Regions from separate parts of the Pan troglodytes genome. Here region 1 is linked to region 2. The links are chromatin contacts, called in public HiChIP or PLAC-seq maps. All regions are on one chromosome and are shown on one strand. The core of a region is the stretch at or near the end of the contact, and the rest is flanking DNA. Distances in the headings are between cores, read along the strand shown. Region 1 holds the start of FRRS1L (ferric chelate reductase 1 like). Region 2 holds the start of EPB41L4B (erythrocyte membrane protein band 4.1 like 4B).

The links. HiChIP or PLAC-seq counts read pairs in DNA pulled down with a chosen protein or histone mark.
Region 1: a contact with region 2 is called in an H3K4me3 HiChIP or PLAC-seq map of stem cell-derived excitatory neurons, with 2.1 times the contacts expected there. The contact joins the promoter of FRRS1L here to the promoter of EPB41L4B in region 2. A contact is called at or near these places in 1 of 7 Hi-C or Micro-C datasets (blood) and 1 of 1 datasets of contacts at active chromatin or transcription factors (stem cell-derived excitatory neurons).

Annotation. Positions count from the first base shown.
Region 1 is chr11:29,286,193-29,289,337 of NHGRI_mPanTro3-v2.0_pri, forward strand. FRRS1L (ferric chelate reductase 1 like) reads left to right here and starts at 1,352. Exons shown (of 5, transcript XM_003312224.4): 1 at 1,352-1,701. The coding sequence starts at 1,464.
Region 2 is chr11:29,132,758-29,135,788 of NHGRI_mPanTro3-v2.0_pri, forward strand. It overlaps EPB41L4B (erythrocyte membrane protein band 4.1 like 4B), which reads left to right and starts at 1,724. Exons shown (of 25, transcript XM_054658372.2): 1 at 1,724-2,625. The coding sequence starts at 2,320.

The DNA.
Region 1 (3,145 bases), core at 102-2,601, 150 kb after region 2:
CACCTCAATTCAGCCATCAGGATTAACATGTTTAAATTCCAGTTGGACAGCCCACTGTTAGCTGATACCTAATAGAAAATACCTGACTTCTAAGTCCCCTATCATGTCTCCCCTATTTCAACAGCACTACCCTTATCTCTCAGCCAATCAGGCCATAAAGGGTTAAGATCGCTAGTTTCCTTTTGAATATTAACATTTCACAATATTGTGTACATGTGTGCATGCCACTTACAGCACTGAACCCTATTGATCCTAACCTCTATGATCTTCCCTAATCTTCATTGCATCATGTCAATGACTAATCATGAGAGATCAGGCAGTCTGACTTCTAGGTCGGCATTTGGGACCTCTATGCTTTTCTGCCTCCATAATTATTTTGTTTATGCAATAAAATAAAATAATAAAATAGGAAAAGCAGGTTAAAATGCTGGCTCTGCAACACCAGCCTGAAAGGAATTGCGTCCGCCTCTCTGATGGAAAACAGCTTAGCAATTCGAATATATCACCCCAACAACCATCATCAAAAGAGAACCCTGGGACCTGCCATAAAGCAAATGCTTGGTGTGAATCAATGGATGGCTGAGTAAATAGCCAAAAGTGAACTACGAGCAGCAGGAATGGATTTGAGAAAAATCAACAATTCAGCATGGCCCTCAGATATGGTGTGGGCCTTCCAAGGCCTGCGCGTGCTTGCTGCAGGGAAAGAGAGTAAACCAGAAGCCTAGTTTTGAAGGGGAACAGTTTACCTACTGGCGCCAGCCTCTGTTGATTACACACCGCAAGAGCCTGGAGAGGAAGCAGGTGAATCCAGTCTTCTCTGTCTCTAAACACCTCAGTTTACCTAGCTCTATTGTGGGGGTCTTGCAATTTCAAGTTCCTTCTGTGATGATCCAAGAAATAATAGGTCTAGCAAGTGCTTTATGTAAACCAAAAAGTGCCGGCACAAGGTTGAGGAGGCAGCACTGACCAGGTGTGTCCAGGGTAAACTCTCTAGAGGAGCGTTTCATAAATTGAACGTGCATTGGGATCTCCTGGGAATTTTGATGAAATGAGCATCCCGCTTCATGGGTCTGGAGTGGGGCCTCAGCGATGCTAACAAGCTTCCAGGTGATGCTGATGGTGCCGGTCCGCGGACCACACTCCGGAGTAGCAAGGGGCTAGAAGGGCCAAATCTGCCTGGGTGGAGGGAAGTCGGGGAGATGGGGAGAATGGAAAGAAGGACGGTAGAAGGGAAGCTGCTAGGAAGGAGAGATCGGTGCGGGGAGGAGGGGGTTCCAAGAAGAAGTGGGAGGCTGCGGTGCTGGAGCGAGGATGCGCAGACCGAGGCAGGGAGGCGGGGTGCGGGAGGCTCCGCGGCTGCGCGGGCGCGTGCTGGTGGCCTCGGAGGAGGCTCAGTCCCGGCCCGCGCCCGCGGCGCCCCCGCTGCGGCCCGAGCGGCCTGGCTGCGGGATCTGTGCGCAGCGATGGCGCGGCCGCCCCGGCAGCACCCGGGGGTCTGGGCGTCGCTGCTCCTGCTGCTACTGACGGGGCCCGCCGCCTGCGCAGCCAGCCCCGCGGACGACGGTGCGGGCCCGGGGGGCCGGGGACCCCGGGGACGCGCGCGGGGGGACACGGGCGCCGACGAGGCGGTGCCGCGCCACGACTCCTCCTACGGCACCTTCGCGGGGGAGTTCTACGACCTGCGCTACCTGTCGGAGGAGGGTGAGGCTGCGGGAGGGCGAGGGGTTGCGAGAGGGGAGACCGGGTGTGGGGGACCGAGGATCGGGGGAACGAGGAGAGGGGGCGAGGGAGGGGGAGGGGGTAGGAAAAGATGTCCGTGGAGGCAGCTCTTGCAGAGGCGAGGCCAGGATGGGGAGCGCAGTGCCCAGACCTCCGCCGGCCTGGAGGAAAGGCCCAAAGAGCTGTCAATGCCTGCCGCCCGCTTTACAGATGGGGAGAGTGAGGCTGGGAGAGGGAGGGGTCATCCAAGTTCTGCAAGGCTGTGGATAGGGGTGGGTGCTGAGTCTAAGCTCCCCCAGTTCTTAGATCTGGCTTCCACCTTTGCCGCCTGGGGTTGGGTTATAGGGGAGGAGGCCGCCACCTGGCCAGGGCAGCTAGGGGGAAGCAGAAAAACCCCAACCTAAAGAGAGAGGTTGCCTTATTTCCTCCCTGTCTGTATTGACCTAAATTTGCAGTGACCAGCGCCCACCTCGTAGCATTCTGTTCCTGCTCACTGACCCGTCAGAGCTGGGTCACATCAGCCTCCCCACTCCCATCCCTCCTCTTTTATGACGCCACATATGTTATGGTCCCCTAGTGCAAGCCACCATTGTTGTGGCCTGCTGGGCCCGCAGACTGGGAGTTTGTCAGCCAAGGGCCTCCCTGTAGAGCTGCTTCAACGAGCACAAAAGCCAAGCGGATGGTGGTCAGAAGGAATGGAAACTGGCCTCTTTAAGCAACTTTGGGAAGTAGTGACTTTCCTTTTCTTCTGCTAAGAGGGATATCCAACAATCAAGCTGGGGTTTGAAGTGTTGAGTCCCAGGAGCTCATATCTGTTAGTGGTTGTGTCTGTTGTTAGGGATTAAGTTCAGCTGTATACAACAAGCAAAGATTAATAGCTTCAACAAGATAGAAGTTTCTCTCTTACAGAAAGAAACCTAGAAATAGGTAATCCAGAACTGGTCTGGAGGCTCCTTGGTCACCAGTGTCTCTGGATCCTGCCCTTCTGTTTCTTCACAATTCTTAGCATGTAACTTCATGGTTCAAAATAACTGCTTGAGCTACAGCCATTATGTTCACATTCTAGACAGTGGGAAAAATGAAGCAGGAAGAAGGTCACTGACTACTTTATAAAGGGATTACTCGGAAGTTTCATATAACAATTTTTATACTTCTTTGGCCACAACTTAATCATATGGTTGCACATAGGTACAAAGGAGGATGTAAAATAGAGCCTATTAGCTGAGACATAATATGCCCAGTTCAAAAATCAGAATTATTGTATTAAAGAAGATGGAGAGAATGGATTTGGGGAAATGTATTAAGTAGAGGCTTAACTGCTGAATTAGAGATTTTAACATATAGTGGTTTAAATAAGGTAGTTTATTTTTCTCTCTGATAAGAGTCTGGTTGGTCTGGGGCTGGTGGGATGACTCTGTTCTGCAAG
Region 2 (3,031 bases), core at 474-2,973:
TCTGACCCTCCTGCTTCCCTCTTATAAGGACCCTTGCGATTACGTTGGATTAATACAAGATAATTGCCCTACTTCAAACTCCTTAACTTAATCACATCTGCAAAGTCTTTTTGGCCACATAAAGGGACATATTCACGGATTCTAGCAATTGGTCTGCGGACATCTTTGGGTGGCTATCAGTCAGTGTGCCACAGCACTCCTGGGCTATATAGTAGGAAATGGACTATCCTTAGAAACCAGTAAGCAGAATTGGACTACCTTTGAACATCTGCTTGTGGCTGTATTCTATTAAATACAGTCTGGGGTGGAGCGGTGGGAGAGGAGTAGATTGGGTACCTGAAGGCCGATTACAGATGCCCTCTCAGAGAACACTGTCACATGGGAGACCTCCATAGTATCATAAAAAGAACATTAGACAATGAGTGAGGGTACTGGCTGCCGCCACTCAGGAGCTCTGAGACCTCGGACAAGGATATTACTTCTCTTAAGACCCGAACTCCAGTCCTATGTGACTTGGGGGTTACATAGAATACCTGGAAAGATTGGAGTGTGGACTAATGAAAATTCCATCCATGAAATCACCTCAGACAGCGCCTGATCCTTAATAAATGTCTGTTTTAGAATGCCTCATAAATGCACTCCTTCCTCTTTGTCTTTTTTTGCTGTGTCCACTGCGTTTTCCAGGCCTCTCAAACATCTTCACTTGCCTGCCAGTCATGCACACACCTCTGCCTGGCAGCAGAGGTAGTGGTTAGCAGCCAACAGCTTTGGAGCTGGGTGAAAGAGCTGGTCTTAACCATGGAATCTGGAGCCCGTCTCTTAAGCTCTCTAAGCTTCAGTTTCCTCCTCTGTACAATGGGGATAAGAACGTCTATCTAACCAGGCTGTTGTGGGGATTGAGATGATGAATGGAAAGGGCTTAGCACGGTGTTTGGCACAAGATTAAGGGAATGATAAATAGTAGTGTTATTCTTCCCAAGAGGCCTGACCTCCTTTCAGCTTCATCCTCTTCCACATTCCTCATTTAGCAGCACTGGTCAACCCTCTTCACTCGAAGCGGACCTTGAACTTGTATACTGGAGGGCCACTGCTTAGAAACAATTCCGTCTCTCTCCAATATTCTCACTGTGTCCTACACTATTCATTCTCAGAGCCTCAGATCTACTCTGCTTCTCAGTAATTTTCAACTTCACTAGCCTTCTCTGTTATTTATCCAGGCCTTTATGTCAATACTGGACCTGAGATCTTGAGGAAAGGTGTTTTCTTGCGTAGCATATTGGAAAAATACTTCCTCTCCTCGCCGGGCCTCAAGTTCCTTATGTGGAATGAGTCCACTGGACTGGAATGACTAAAAAAGTCCTTCCAGCTCTGAGATCTTAAATTGACAGAACTTAAGTAGCAAGGACCTTGTAGATTACCTTGTTGATTACCTAGTCCACCCCTCTCCTTTTCCAGAAGAGGAAACAGTGCTATTTTTTCATGGGGGAAAACTTAGTGCTATTCTGCCTGGTCTCCGGGGCAACGCTTCCCAGAGGGCACGCGGCCTTGTTTTCCTATCGGTGCAAAGGGGCACTCGGCGCCTCCAGGGCTCTGGGCGCCGGAAACACGTGTGTGCTCACCTACGTGTACACACGTGAGCACACCTACAGCAGCAGGGGGCGCTCGGGCCGGCAGGGGGCAGCACAGACCCGGCTTGCAATTACCCGGCGCAGCCCCGAGGGAGGAGGGCGTGCTGCAGTCCCGGCGGCGGCGGCGGCGGCGGCGGCGGCTGGAGGTGCAGCCTCCCAGGTGGGAGGCGGGGGCTGCGGGCGCAGGAAAAGGCGCCTTGGGAGCGGGCGCTCGGCGGGGCCTCCTCGGGCCCCGGGCGCGACGCGGCGAGTGGGAGCGAGCGCGCCAGGACCACGCAGGCGCCCTGCTCCGGCTGGCCCTCGGCCGGCGCGCGGCGCGGGAGCAGCCCGCAGCCCGCCTCCTGCGCCCCCGGCAGCCCCCTGGCAGCCCGCAGCCGCCCGTCGGGAGCAGCCCCTCGGCAGCCCGCGCAGGCCGCCGGCCCGGGAGAGCGCGCAGCGGCGGCGGCGGCGGGACGGCCCCGAGCGCGCCCTCCCGCCTGCGGCCACTCGCAGCCGGCGCTGGCCGGGCCGGCGCGCCCCGCAGGCGGCTAGAGCGCGGCCTCGGCCTCGGCGCGGGCTAGCCGCGGGCCGTAGCCCGCGAGAGGCGGCGCGGGCGGCCGAGGGCACTGACGGCGTCGCGGGACGCTCCCGGGCGGCGGCGCAGCGGCAGCGGCAGCGCAGGGGGCGGAGGCAGGGGGCGCCCCCAGCCAGGATGCTGCGGTTCCTGCGCCGGACCTTTGGCCGCCGCTCCATGCAGCGCTACGCGCGGGGCGCGGCGGGGCGCGGGGCCGCCGGGCTGGGGGACGAGCGCGATGGGGGGCCACGGGGGGGCCCGGCCGCCGCCGCCTCCTCCTCGGCGCTGCCCGCCGCGCCCGGGGGCAGCGTGTTCCCGGCTGGCGGCGGGCCCCTGCTCACCGGCGGCGCGGCCGTGCACATCTCCGCCGCCGGCGCCGCCAAGGCCACCCTCTACTGCCGCGTCTTCCTGCTCGACGGGACCGAAGTGAGCGTGGACCTGCCGGTGAGTGACGGGGCCAGTCTGGGGCACTGGCACCTCGCGCCCCTGGAGGCAGCTCCCCCTCCCCCAGTGCTTGCCTCGGGGGCGCTTCCCTTGCACCTCCCTGGGGATCCCCTCCCCCATCCCCTTCTCCGAGCACTCCTCAACCCTTTTTCTTCTTGGGCCACCCCGTCCCGGTCTCTTCCGGGGCCCCACCTTTGGCCCGCGCCCCCTCCTTGGCACATTGCGCCGCGGGGTTGTGATTTCTCTGGCGCCCACCTAGTCCTTGGGGCCTCGCCCCCTCCCCAGTACACACGGTCCCCAAGTCCCGAGACCCCGCCCCCCCTGGTGTGGGTGGCCGGCGCTCCCCTTCCGTCCCTAGCTTCCAGCAGGGGTCTTCCTGATACTGGGTTATTGGGTAGAAAATCTC